2 separate regions of the Zea mays genome follow, and region 2 is linked to region 1. The links are chromatin contacts, called in public Hi-C maps. All regions are on one chromosome and are shown on one strand. The core of a region is the stretch at or near the end of the contact, and the rest is flanking DNA. Distances in the headings are between cores, read along the strand shown.

Evidence for each region. Hi-C and Micro-C count contacts between places; a contact is called where the count stands out from the background.
Region 2: a contact with region 1 is called in a Hi-C map of leaf, with 2.7 times the contacts expected there. The contact joins the promoter of LOC100277410 here to the promoter of LOC100502171 in region 1. A contact is called at or near these places in 3 of 25 Hi-C or Micro-C datasets (bundle sheath, ear and leaf).

Annotation. Positions count from the first base shown.
Region 1 is chr6:175,336,387-175,343,847 of Zm-B73-REFERENCE-NAM-5.0, forward strand. It overlaps LOC100502171, which reads right to left and starts at 1,664. Exons shown (of 11, transcript NM_001363208.1): 1 at 1,210-1,664.
Region 2 is chr6:175,609,816-175,617,424 of Zm-B73-REFERENCE-NAM-5.0, forward strand. It overlaps LOC100277410 (hydroxyproline-rich glycoprotein family protein), which reads left to right and starts at 4,203. Exons shown (of 4, transcript NM_001150976.2): 1 at 4,203-4,296; 2 at 4,526-4,660; 3 at 5,244-6,480; 4 at 6,641-7,118. The coding sequence starts at 4,532. The coding sequence ends at 6,867. LOC118472275 (a long non-coding RNA gene) reads left to right here. Exons shown (of 3, transcript XR_004850396.1): 3 at 1-2,332.

The sequences.
Region 1 (7,461 bases), core at 414-2,913:
GAAGCCTGATATATTAAGATTTTTTAGGCAATGATATATTGAGATTATTACCCAGAATGACAGCAGAAACAGTAGATACAGGCCCTGTTTGGCACAGCTTATTTTCAGCTTCTTCACAAATTTAAGCTGAAGTTCTGCCAAACAGGCAGCTTCTGCAGCAGCTTATCAGTTCAGCTGCTTCTCAAAATGAACTAAAAGCAGCCAACAAGCAGAAGCTGCTTTTTACCAGCTTATCAGATAAGCTGCTTTTTTAACAAGCAGCAGCTGTCCCAAACAGGGCCACAGAGTTTTGCTTGCTAGAGTACGCATATACAAACATGTAAAAGTTATTTCCCTGATCGATGACAACTACAGCAATCGGTATGTCCTTTTTCCTACTGCAAGGTAAAATAGACATAATGAATGAAAGATCTGAAAGTTCAGGCTAAAGCACTAATTCACCAATAGATGGGGCAGGCAAAAACCAAATCAACCAAAGAAGGCAGAGTGGATGATTCCCTAAAATAACCTGTACTTCCAACTTTATTTAACTGAAGAAATTATCAGACAAACAAAAGTTTGAATCAGGGAAACCACTAGTTTTTTTAGTTAACACAAGTGCCATTTTGTAAACTTGACATGGGAAATTGAGATTCTTCCTGGTAAACATGAAGATAACAAGAAATCACATACACGGCAGCATCATAACCACTCATAAGCAGCTATGGCAATTGACACAACCCATCAAATGAGCCAACCTTCCGAATAAATCAAACACAACCAATTATCTATCCATGCTAGTTACATCATCCTAGAAGCAAACAAAGATGGAGCCCAACTAAACCTTAGTACCCTGCACACCAATCAAACAAGACAAACAAATTTCCCTAATCTCACAGCTCCAAACCCAACAAAGAAGCCAGATATTTCTTTCGCTTTCAATCAACAACAAAGAAGTAACGGCATAACCCCAGTGATAGCCGAGGGAACATGGCAGAAACACAACTACGAAGAATCAACAATATAGTCATAGCACGAATAATTCGCGCTCCTCAACAACGATCACGCGGCTGGGGTTCGCCGCGGTAGGAACCGGGGAGGAGCAGCGGCTGCGCCGGCACAAGAGGCAGTGAAGCCAGGGGGGAAACCGCCGGCGCCCCATCGACAACACGCGAAACGAACCTCGAAAGCAGGTACCAAATTTGGAGCCTGACGCAATGGTGTCCATACCTGTCGCAATCCCAACCCGCCGCCATGCTCGCTCCCGAGAGCCCAGACCCGCGCACCGAAGAAGAAGAAGAAGAGGAAGCTACTGCGCTCCTCTCCCCCCACGCCTCAATCCATCCCCTAACCCTTGGACCATGGCCAGCAGCAAGCTCCTGAGTTCAAACGGCTCCAATCCCTCCGAGGAAGCAGAGGCCAAGACGTGTAGCACCACCACCAACAACACCAAGTCGCACCAAATCACAGCCCGGAGCAGTTGAACACTGGAGCGGTCGTGTGCCCACCGGTATTTCAAGTGGCAGTGAGGACGCGAGGGGGCGCGAGAGGACAGAGAGCCACTGGGAGGAGTGGGAGGTTCTCGCTGGGTGCTCGGCGGCTTGCTCGAGTGGGCGTGGTGGCGGTGCCGGTAACGATTTCTACGGTGCGCGAGCGCAAAGGCCTCGCCTTTCCGGTGCCGCGCGCAATTCTTTTGGCTTCTTTTATTTAGCCGAGGGCGCGCCTAATTGCGCTGCGCTAATGGGATCCCATCCCCCACCCTGCCACTTTTACGAGCTCGCGTGTTCTTCCTCCACTCTCCCTTTTTCTCTCTCCAATAGACCAATACAGGTGTTGGGAACTGAAGACGAAAGCTTTTGGTGGGCTCCCGAATTTCCATTTCCTTGCTCCGAAATGACGCGGACCTAACCGGGGTCAGGGTGATCAGGCCGGTGAGTTGACCCGAGCTGAACGGGAAGCTATTATTGCCGATTGGGCCCCTCTTGAGTTCCTTCCCCGTGTCTCGCTCTCGTCGGATCCGCTTCTACTTTTGCCAGCGCGATTGCTCTGGAATCCCCATTGTTGGCTGCAGGAATTTGCCACTTCGATCCCACGGAGAAACAACTCAAATTTTAGCTGGGCATAGCTAGCTAGTGTTCTGACCAACCATATAAATGCAAAGATCCAGCCTAAAAAAAGCTATAGACATTTTTAGAGCTAAAAGGTAGCTTAACTGATATTTGGTTGAATTGTTTGTTTTTATTCTAGACACACACACACACACCCAAAAAAAAAGAACAGTTCGTCCGACCAAAGACAACTGGAATCGAGCAGAACATCCAAAATGTCGTTAGTTCAAATGAGACTTTTGCGTTGCAGTTCACGGTACCAAGTAAAACAAAAATGGAGAAAAAAAACAGCTGTGCAAAATATGGTTTTGAACGGTCTGCTGACGACGGCCATAATAATATACTCCCTACTACCCCTGCAAGTTTGCAGGATCCCGGGATCGCCTGCAGAATATCCCTCCACATGGCCGTTGCGACACCGCTGGAAGTGCAGCAGGCGGCGCCACGACACAGTGGAGTGGCCGCCTCTCCTTTTTTGCTTGCTTAGTGCCAGCCTTCCTTTCTTTGCGGTCACCAGAAGCACGTAGTTCCCAGCTCTCATCACACGCATAGAAAAGAACGGCAAGTTGCGTCACTGGATCGGAACGCAAGCCATTGCATCGCCCGGCTATCTGCTTGGCTGCTTGCGATCTTTCTTTCTATTCCTACGTTTTTTCTACAAGACAAGACTGATTCATGTCAAGTTTGTGTATAATTTCAGCAATCGCAACAGATGGCTTTCTAGAGCGGTGGCGACGGCGGCAGCGAACCAGTAGGACACACTGAGGAGAGGAGAGGAGAGGAGAGGAGGGAGGGGCAAGTGGCGTTCTCAGCTCAAAGGATCTGATGGATCATGTGCTGGGCTACACTTTCTGAGGTATCTCGAGTGGATATTCTAGAGAGACATGCATGGAATGGAATGGAAGGCAGTGCCAGTGTACGTGTAAATTAAATGCTGAAAACGAAATGGGTTTCGGATGATCTGCGGAATATGCTTCCTTTCTCATCCAACTTGTTATTATGTTGTTGATAGCTATATGGAATTGGATGGATAGATTCCAAGTTAACAGCCGGTCGAGATCTCAGCCGAAGCGTGAAGTTGGTCTGTGGACCGTCGTCTTGACTTTTTTTTTCCCCTTAGCATATGCATGGCTCGTTTGCTATACGGGTCTGTTGTCTCTAGCAACATCCTCTATATTTATCATTTATATTCATTCTTCACAGTTTTCTCCAAAAGATTTCATTCTCTATAAATCCTTTCTCTTAACAACGTCATCTAAATCACGTCTTCTATACTCAAATATCTATATTAGAAACATTTTTTATTTTTTTTTGTACATATGTATTTGTCATACTCTCAAATGTACAAAGGCCCCTAAAGGCTCATCTATTCTAAACATAGAGGATCAAACGGCCATCTACGCTCTCCAACAGCGTCCTACAAACGGTTCTCTAAATTTAGAGGATGCTGCTAGATTCTATATAGAGAGAGTTTCTCTAAACAAACCTCTATCCATTTAAATACTTTAAATAACCGGTTTATCAAAACTAAAATATTTATAATACATTTTAGAGTATGACAAATACATATATATATAAAATAAAAATGTCTTTAATATAAGTATTTACATATATATAGAGAACGTTATTGCCTTGTTGGAGTAACCGTCGATGGTCGCGCACAGCACGCATAAGTCCTGTTGTGGACGCACTGTACACGCATGATTTGCACATGCATTTGCCATGTGTGTTTAACGATGTCCTCTTTTTTTCCCCTGAAATTCATCCAGGCCCATTGCTTGATACGTAGCAAATTAAAGGCATACAAAAAGGATTCTCTTTTTTATTGGTAAAGATAACATAAAATGTTATAGCAATGGGAGGACTGTGCTTGCATGATGCAGTGTTTGCTGTTCATAGTGCTCTGCTCTCTGCTAGCTGCCTCTCCATCTCGAATTCCCTTTCTCGCAGCAGTAGGTCAACACCAGATTAGTTCGTCATCATGGCACCAGGGCCGTGTTCAACTCTGCAATCAATTAATCAGTGAAGCACCTGTGCTGCTCCCACTAGATCTCGGAGCCACTGAGTCCAATGGGCCTACCAGCATTCAGGTCATCCAATATGTCTATTCCTGGCTGCTATCCTCATGTTTTTTTTTTCCTCTCTCCAAAATTTACAATACTAGCAGTGGATTGGTGAAAGCTTGAAAATTGCGGGAAGGCAGTACAATTTCAGGAAGGCATCCATCATCGATAGACGGTGTTAGAAAGTGTTTACTGATGCATGTTTCAGGAAGGCAGTACAATTCCCCACCCCAGGGAAGGTAGTACAATCCATGTCGAAGTACAATTGATCGTGGATTAGAATAATAATAATCGTGATCATCATATGGAGTCTTTGTATCCCTAAAAAAACAAGCTTTAGTACAGGTAACTCTGGCAGCATATGCCATCCTTTGTGGCGCCATCAACTTTCCAAACAGTTGAGCGACAAAATAAGCAGATCAACTGGCGTCTGCTGCATGGAAGCTTAGCAGAAAACTCCTCGGATTAGAATAATCTCAGAATCTTCCTTCCTGAGACTAACTTTACAAAGGGGAAGGAAGGGGGGAAAAGAAAGGCACAGGCCACTATTGCAGCATATTCTCTGTCATATACTCCTAATGAACATTAACATTCAAAGGTGAAAGGCTGGGATTTTCTGAGCGTGACCTTACAAGCAAAAGGTCTGAAACCCAGCGTATGCAGATGAGCTTTACACAATTACACCTCTCTAGCCTAAAATTTGGCACGAGAAAAGACACGCGCAGCCGAGATGTGTCGCCTGCTGGATTCGAGTTCAGTTGCACCTGTATTTCAGTGCCAAAAGAAGGCGGATGAACAGGGAGACAGGCAATGGCCTGGGACTGGGAAAAGAGAAAAAAAAAAAGGAGGCTCGCAAGTTGCTTGCAGCCAGCATGCAGGGAGAAGGATGGAATTGGATAAGCTCGATCTGATTCGAGTGACCGTGACGGGACGGAACGGGAGGAGGTGGGGAATGGGGAGGCACCCAGAAAGGGCAGATGCAAAGCAAAGCAGGGCGGCAGGCCAGTTGTTTAAGCCAAAAAAAATGCAGGGTGATCGAGGAGAGGAGGATATGCTCCGTCTCCAACCCGAATGCCCCAGCACAGTTCCTCCATTATATTACAGCCCCCCCGGGCGGGATGGGAGGTGAGACCTGCGATGACACCCACCAAACCAATGGTGGCTGGCGCCGGCCCTAGCTTTTCTTTGCTTTGCTTTGCTTCGCTTTCCTTTCCTCTGCTTTGCCAAAAGTGGCTTTGCCCTTGCGCATTACTACCATTATGCAGCAGCGCTCGGCGCTCTGACTTTTGGCGTGGCGACTTTGCGTTGGTGGAGGCGATGTAGATGAACACGGCTTCCGATTAGCCCTTGGGTTGCGTGGGTCCTGATGCCTAAATGCTACCGCGTGCCTTAGGCTCATCGGCGGAGTTCTGTTCAGTACGCGAGACAGGATCTACCTGCGAAGATCATCGTGATCCATGACAGTTGCATGCTTGCTTTGATTTGCTTGTTTGGATCGGATCTCCCCGCGCGTTCTCGTGAATGTTTGCTAGACAAACGAACAGTTATTATTTATATATATATACAAAGTGGATGTCTGGAAGGGGATGCATGCATGCACGCACGGATGCATATCCATCTATCCGTGAAAGCGGCTATCTTGTGTTGATACAGCAATTGCTTGGTTTCTTGGGTTGGGAAAACATAGCACACCAGTCGGATTTATTACAAGAATATATATATATATATATATATATATATATATATATATATATATATATATATATATATATATATATATATATATATATATATATATATATATATAGACACACGACGACACTAAAATGCAATCATGTGTATTTTAGTTTGTGGATGCATAAACCCTAAGACTCTCTGTCCGACCAGAGCACCTAACACCCCGAGCACGCCTTCCCATAAGAACACGCCCTCGGCCCTCCTGTACGCACGCCTCCCTGCCCCCCGTCGCCGCCGCGTGCCTCCCTGTCCCCATGCCACCCTCTCCCCCGCCGCCGCCGAGCGCCTCCCTGTCCCCGCGCCGTCGAGCGCCTCTCTGTCAGCGCGCCTCCCTGTCCCCCACCGCCGCGCCTCCCTGACCCGCCGACTCCTTCTTCCTCCGATCCTCTAACCCTAGATCCATGGTCCCACCGTCGCTGCCGCACCTTGAATCGCCTCGATGCTCCTCCCCTAAATCCTTGGAGATTGTTGTCGCTGCTGGTGTGGTGTGATTGCAACCCCGCATTAGGTGTGATTGCAACTGCTGTATAATTCTACTCAAATATCTATTAAAAAATGTAAACAAAATGATTGCAACTCCTGGTGTGGTGTGGATGCAACTGCTGAGTTGCTCTGATGTGATTGCAAGTACTGAATAACTCTGGGAAATTTTATTAAAAAATATGATTGCAACTGCTGGTTTGGTGTAATTGCAACTGCTGGTCTGGTGTGATTGCAACTTATATATAGCTATGTCCAAAAATCTGTTAAACAAACAATGATTGCAACTGTTGTCTGGTGTAATTGCAACTGCTGGTCTGGTGTGATTGCAACTTCTATATAACTATGTCTAAAAATCTGTTAAACAAACAATGATTGCAATTGTTGTCTGATGTAATTGCAATTGTTGATCTGGTGTGATTGCAACTTCTATATAACTATGTCCAAAAATTTGTTAAACAAAACAATAATCGCAACTGCTAGTCTTGGTGCAGACTGAAGTTGTCAGGGCCTGCAAATCATGATTTGATGAGCAACTCAGCAGGGTGGTGGGGCGGTTGGCTCGGACCAGGTGCTCTTGCCGCGTAGTTTCGGCCTGGATGCATTCTCTATATTGAATGCACCCACGTGTAATATATAAATACATTATATATATATATAGGTGCGTGGGGATGTGAATGGCCGAGAAACTTAGGTCTTTTGTTTTTTTCTTAATCGAGGAATTGAAAAATAATCTGATTGTATTAAAATGAGAAGCACAGTTTAGGTATTGCTTTCTATTTACAGAATCCAAATAGGTTGTTAAAGAATGATGATTGTACTGCGGATGAATATTGTATGATAAGATTTTTCTAGTCTAGTAAGACTATGACTAGCAGACACGTATATAACTGTTGTAGAGTGGAGTTTGAAATTGAAGACCGAACATAAAGCCTTCTTTTCTGACTACAAAGCTTGTTTTCTGTGGCGTATAGGATTGTTTTTTTATGTGTGTTGTTGTTGTTGTTATTTTTGTGAGTGGAGGTTTCCTTTTTATTGTATTTGATTCCTTCTTTATCAATATATATGTCTGGCATACTGTACTTCTGGAGAAA
Region 2 (7,609 bases), core at 2,953-5,452, 280 kb after region 1:
AGAGAATTGAAAATGCTTGTGTATTGTCATTTGGGCTGGTAAGCATGTGCTCTTCGTTATTTTATACATTGGGCTAATTTGCTTGCATTAGCTGAAGTTGACAAGGCAGATTGCAAAAAGCTTCTGCTATTCATCCGTAGCCATGTGTTCCTGGGAGCTTGAACATGTTAGGTTTCCATACACCCATTCGAGTATGAAAAACTTTGTATTGCAGTGGAGCAGCCTTGTTTTTTCAAATCATCATTTTTTTCTTTGAATGATAAGCATAAAAGTCGAAGTGTAGGCAATCTAAAGGTATAACTACCTCATTAAAGAAGCCAAAAAATTCACATTATATACTTACAATGAATCAAAAATATCTCCATGCCTCATCGACGAAAAAGAAAATTTAAAGAGTTCTTTGGTTGGATATAATTGTTTCTTATTGAGTTGCATGCAATGCCAATTAACTAAAAGTTTATGGTACAGACAAAATATGCACAATGCACTCATACTTCAACGCCCCCTCACTTGTAGGTTCCCTTAAGCTTGATGTCAGATAGAACTGTGCTATAACTTTTATTAAATTGTTGCATCCAGTATATAGTATAAACTATTAAATATTATATTTTGGCGCTGCTGCAAGTAACATCAGTTTAGAGTGGTTCAGGACAATTTATCGTGTCGGACGTGGACAAGAGGCGGCTTGCAAAATTTTGTTTTCAGAGGCTATATCTTCATAGCAAACGGAAGTATTGGCAACAAAAGATGTAGATAGAGCAGTAGAGGGAGAGAGCGTCCATGATTCCGATCACCCATATCATCGATCATCAGCATCATCTGTTCCAAACTAGGAGAGATAAAGCGATAGCCCGAGTGGCAATAGAAAACCCTTATATTAAAGAGATAATCGATGATGCTGCGGACAGACCTATTGAACTCATATGTGCTCAGTAGTAGCCCTTGCTCTATCATCTGGCGGCATAGCTTATATGTCTCATCTGTCATCCCCTCATCTTCACAACCTTTGTTCATCAACCCATATGCCACATTGGACAGTGTCACTGGCAACCACATCAAACAATTCTAATGTTTTTCCCAACTTCTCCACTCAAATAGTACACGTGCATCAACATTCTCGCGAGAGCCGCATCCATCTTCCCCGTAGCCAGCATCATCTGATCCTTCAGCTGCAATACCTCATCCATCCTTCCCACCTTCACAAGTACACCCACCATAGAATTGTATGTTAACTCCCACAGCTCGACCCATGCCTCCCTCATCTTTCCCAGTACCTGAAGTGCCCGATCTGCATCATGTAGCCTACCCAAACCTGTGATTGTGGTGGCATAAACGTATTCGTCAGGCTTGACCCAGGCACCGGCCATTTCACCGAACACCCTGACAGCGTCTCTTTATAGTACGACGTAAAACTGTAGTTGTTATTGTAATTGGGGTACAAAATGGATGAGGTAGCATAAATGTCATGTAAACTTAGTGGGGGAGAGTGATAATGGTAAAGAAATTCTGTAAATATCAGTGAGTGTTCGTCCGATGGATTGGTTGGGGATGGCACTCCGCTCTTGTCAGCTCTGCAGCTTACCTCAGAACATAGCACGTCAGTGCAAGAGGTAATTGAATTGATTCAAGATTAACTGAGTCCTTCAGTGTCTGTTCTTTTTTATTAGCTGATCTGGCTTCCTGATAGAATGCAATTACAGATCAATAAGTAACATTTTTTATTAGTTAATTACATATCTTTTATTGTGAAGAACTTTCCTGTCTAAGATTCATAATTTAATTACCAGCAATTAGTTAATTTATGAGAAAAAAATTGCGATACTAATCATATTTGTTTCTACAGTACACAAGATTCAGTTTTCATTTCATGTTCTAATTTTGTAAGCTGCAGATTCCTCTAGGTCGGATGGAAGGGCGTATCACACATAATCTGGCCACATGATAGAATGCGTGGAGTCGACAGGATGGTGCTAGAAGGAAGGATCCTTTCTCAGCTCATCAAACAGCATTAACGACAAGTATCGCTCCCCAAGGATTGAAGAACAGTCTGCAGCAATGGACCACCGATCAGTACTCTGAAACTGCCTTCATGTGAAAGGAATGTTCAATGCAGTAGTAGTATTAGAGTATAGCTCACTAGGGAATAATGCATCTTATGAACAAGTAGTGTTGGAGGAACAAGTATCTGGCCACCTGACAAAGTGAGCTATTGTCACACGATGATACATTTGATCCATCTTTGGCCACATACCATTGCTGTCTTTTTTTCTGACGAGACAATTTAATGTTGTACGCTATTGATGTTCATCATTTGATTGTTGCTCTGAATTCGACATTTTGATGTTTCGACATTTTGATGTTTCGGGGTCTGGTAGTTTAATAGAATTTTTAATGAATTTGGAGGCTACTGTGTATTGCTAATATATTTGTTCAATATCCTTTTTCTCATAATAATATAACACACATTTTATATATAAGTTATCGTGATATTATATATTCCCGTTGCAACGCACGGGCACTTACCTAGTATATATATATATATATAACACATATATTAATTATTGTATGAATCTACTAAAACAAATTTTATTTTGAGACGGGGAAAGAAATACCACTGATGTCAGTAAATTCAGTGTTACGCACAGGATTTCGATGAAGTAGTTATACTAGTTCATAGGTCCCCTCCCTACGTCCAGTGATCACGGGGTGTTCGTGTTACTACGCCCTGGGCCCTGGGTGCTCAAAGTTCACGTAGTGGCATGTGGATTGCAAGATGGAAGATGAATATTGTCTCAAATACGTTGTCTTGTTTTTTAGGATTGAGGCTGGTTTCAACGTCGGTTTGTATAGACCGCTGACATGGCCTGGCCTGCACATAGACCACGCTGGCTTCAATGTGATCTCTGTTCGGCCGATCGATGGTCACCGGTACATTGACCATTTCGACCTGATCCAACTCGGTCAGTATTGAACAACTTTAGCAACGTACCATGTTTTAATTGGTCCACATTTGCGTGCGAGCTAGCCGTTTTGAACCGTTGATAATTGATATAAGCAAACGAGAAGTTTGGGCATAAGAAAATACATAAAATATCGTCATTCATTAATAGGAGTTTTAGCGTCATTCTCGTACCTTTGGAAGCTATCTTTCGGCTATAGGATTTAGGGTCCTGAGCATGGGCCGCCTAACCCAAGCAACCCAATCTAACATGTCAGAAAAAAACTCTTACTCGATCAATACAACGGGTGTGTACGAGCCATAGTTTTTAATCTACAATAATCCATGGGTCGAGCACATGAGTTTTTAATCTACAATAATCTATAACGAATCAACTTTTTTTGGCTTTTTGGCCTTTAGTGGATTTTAAAAGATAGGAAAGATCTTTCTCCAAGCCATACATACTATTTTCATGGAATACGGCTTTCCACATAATTCTGTAGGAATATATGAGATCGAGTATGGAATTCTGTTTACTCACTTTAAATTGAGCATCTATTTCTCTCATTTCCCTGTTGGGATCGGAAATGACACGTCCAATAGATACACGAGCCAACTTGACCCGACTCGGTATTATGCACGAGTCGGATACAAACTGTGCCAAACGACTTACGAATTGACTGTGACCCGATCTGGACCTGACATTTAAACAAGTCTACTTTCGAGCAAATATAACAATAGGCACAAAATTAGCAAATGGTCAACCCTAGGATCGAGCTCCATTACACTTTCATATAAGGTTATTTTTACCCTCTCTATTATATAGTAACTCTCCACATTATACGGAGCACATTCATGTAATTTCACAGCGCAAGCGTGTCACACACGTCTTATATTTACTGAAACCTCTTATATCTTTTCTTCTCCGAAGCTTCCTTTGGACATCGTCTTTCGTTGAAGTCTCTCTTTATCAGCATCGAAGCTTTTCTTACGACACCTTCGCCTCCGTGCACTCTAAAAAATTTCCTTTGAGCTAAACATCATCTAAACATTTATTTTATTATTTTAGACACTGACCAGAGACGTTGTGGCCAACAGATGTAGAAAAACCTGTAATAAGTTACGTCGTGAATATATTTGGAAATACTATTTTTCAGAAGGGCTAAATTGAATAAAAAAGCACGACCGTGCTCGCCCCCTGCCTTTTCTTCTCCGGTTCACCCCCTCGTGTGCTTTCACTCTCACTCACACTCTGTTTCTCTCTCTCTCGTGGAGACGACTGGGCGACCGCCGGCGCCGACCTACGCCAGGTGCCCAAGCCTTCGACGGGACCATCGCCGACGACGAGCACTCACGAGGTATGCGCACTTCCTGTCTTCCCGTCCAGATGTGCGAAACCGAGCACACAAACCCTAACTTAAACTATCTGGCTTATTTGCAGCTGGATCTGATCTAATTACAGGTGCACACATGCATTATACATACTAATTTCGGATTCTTTGCAAAAAAAGTTGTCGGGTGTATATGTGTACACCATGCCATTTACTGGATGCGCCCCTGATCTCGAGCAACCGTGTGTGTATACAGTCAGAAATGTCTTCAGTCGGGAGCGGCAGTGGCACCAGGGCTGCGAATGGTGCAGCTGCCATCAGTGCTGCCGCGACGGCAGCAGGCTCGGCCGACGCCAGATTCCACCCCCAACTACTACAGCAGCAGGACAGGGTACATACACTACACGACTTGTTGTTCCATAGGCGGATGCAATCGGACTTGTGCTTTAGCTGCAGCTTTTGCCCTGCATGCTTTAGATATGTGGACGGCAGGATCAGTACCGGAATTTTAGTAGGCCTTGAGTCCTTGACGACCTAGATTGGCCATTTGGCCCAGCCTTTGCTTACTCAGTACGAATTGTACTGCTCTGCAGTGGTTACAGTTTCAAACTGGGCATCTTTACCAGCAATAATTTGGCTTCAGTACTATATATATGCTTGGTTACTTCGATCCAATAATTTGTTCAGTTCGATTTTGCCGATAATCCTTGCTTTATGATAAAATATTTTTTCCATGTGAATACCTTTGATTTTTTTGCGAAACACTAACACTTCTTGTGTTCTATTGCACGATTGCCTTTTATGCCTATCGTTATGTAGTTTTTCTCCGCATAATGATAGTGGATTTTTTTTTTGTATACAAAGTGTAGTTTACTGTTTCTTTAAAATTCTGTTGTCATGCATTTTCTTTTTATTTCTGCGGTGACAGCTAAGTTATTTGTTTGGACTTACATGTGCTTCTCTACTCTAAACAGCAAAGTAGATGGGCTGGCTGCTTTTCAGGCTTATCATGTTTCGGATCGCAGAAGGGCGGGAAAAGAATTGTTCCTGCAGCACGTACTTCTGATGGGAATGGATCAAATGCTCGCGGAAATGGTCTCCAGTCTGGTGCCAATTCAAACCAAAATATGCCTATGAATTTATCTCTTCTGGCTCCACCATCATCACCGGCATCCTTCTCAAACTCTGCACTTCCTTCGACTGCTCAATCGCCAAATTGCTTTCTGTCTGTATCCGCAAACTCTCCTGGTGGCCCAACGTCTAATATGTTCGCCGTTGGGCCATATGCTAATGAACCTCAACTTGTCTCACCACCTGTCTTCTCAACTTACACAACTGAGCCATCCACAGCACCGTTGACCCCACCACCTGAACTAGCCCATGCAACTACACCTTCTTCTCCAGATGTTCCATATGCTAGATTTCTTTCTTCTTCTATGGATATCAAAACTGCTAGCAAGGAGCATAACATGCCTTTCTTATCAACAACCTATTCTGGTGGTTCAGGACTCCAAGCATCCTACCCACTTTACCCTGAAAGCCCTTGTAGCAGCCTCATCTCACCGGCTTCAGTAACTCCGAGGACTGGTCTATCCTCACCTATACCTGAGCAAGAGGTTCCTCCTGCCCATTGGAAGACCTCTAGGTCCGCGTGCGACACACCATATTTCAGGGCTTCGCCCATTCCTGAGCAAGAAACCACTGCACAATGGAAGACCTCTAGATCTGCTTGTGACACACCGTATGCCAGGACCTCACCAACCAATATTTTTGGTCTGGATTCAAATACCCCGAGAAACTATATGCTAGATAGCAATTTCTTTCGGCCAGCGGCATCTGCTCAGTTCTACCTGGACCAGGCTCAGCAGGCATTTCCACATAATGGCGGGAGGGTTAGCGTATCCAGGGAGAAGCAAGATGCCGATGAAATCGAAGCTTACCGAGCTTCATTTGGGTTTAGTGCCGATGAAATTGTCCAATCTCAATCTTATGTTGGGATACCAGATGCGGTTGACGAGTCATTCAGTATATCACCATTTGGAAACAATGCTCCTGCTACTGAGATCTGCCCATTCAGTGATCTGCCTAGTGAGGTTCAGAAGGCGGATAAATCATGCACCTACGTTAAAGATGGCACGAGCCCAAAGAAATCAGCAAACCAACTCTCGATTGATTCTCCAAATAAAGTTCTGCGCTTGGACGTGTTCAAAGGTAACATTAGGTTTTTCTTGCTACTAATCTGCTGGCATGAAATACATATTGTACGCTGATTTCTACACTCAGATTTTAATAGGAACAAACTTGTTATGCCCCTACTAGTGTTGTGTCTCTTTCCACACGTGCTCATTGTATTTCTGCTCTCACATGGCAGTAACAAAAGGGGGTCATCTGTCTGAGGACGAGGGTATTGCGAGAGATGGTCATCCTTTCAGAAGGACAACGGATGAAATATCTCTAAAACCGATAGAGGTAAGGAAGAAATCTCCTCCTGGCCATTCTTGCTCAGACGCAGAGATTGAGTACAGAAGGACAAGGAGTCTGAGGGATGCCAACGGTGTTTTATCGCGGCGTAGCGCATTGGCAAGACAACTGCACTAATAAGTCACTAGTATGCATGGCAATTTCATAGTTCATGTAGAGCAGTGTGTGCATTGAATTTGAGCTGTCATTAGAGTGATCTGTAGGCGAAGAGTAGCCTTTATCGTATATGAGGATTATATTATCAGATTGTGTGTTCTGGGTATGTGATGATGAGCTTTGTACTCTGTTTGAACTCCAAGATCCTCTTTGTAGACACCTGCAGTCTTTCCCAGGAGCAGTGAAATGAAATATCGTTGGCAAATTACAGGAACTGTGTTCTGGTCTTCCTGAATCCTGATGATGTAGGCTGCGTTTGAATTCTGCAGCATGTTGATTGGGAATCTTTGTTCGTTTGGCTTTAATTCGTACCGGCTTTTACTGATTCTATAGTGTTTTCAAGTTGTTCGTTTCGGATTAAAACCAGCTGTATGAACTGCAGCTGCACTCTATAAACATAAAATACTATAGAAGCTGGTACGAATTAAAGCCAAGTGAGAACGGGCTGTTGTGTTTTTTATTCGCATGTCTCAGCAAGACAGCAACTTGTGTAACGCCAATCTGACGTCTAGGGTCTTATATATATATGCGAAGAAAGCAACAGCTGGTCGACGTCAAGAATATTTTGATCCGTGTTTCACTTGCTGGTTATTATTTATTCTGCTACATAAAAAAAAGAACTCTTTGACGTACTGCTCCACTGACGTTACGGAGAGACGTCATGATTGCCGTTCAAACTAATCGGCGCCATCGCTCCCCCGGC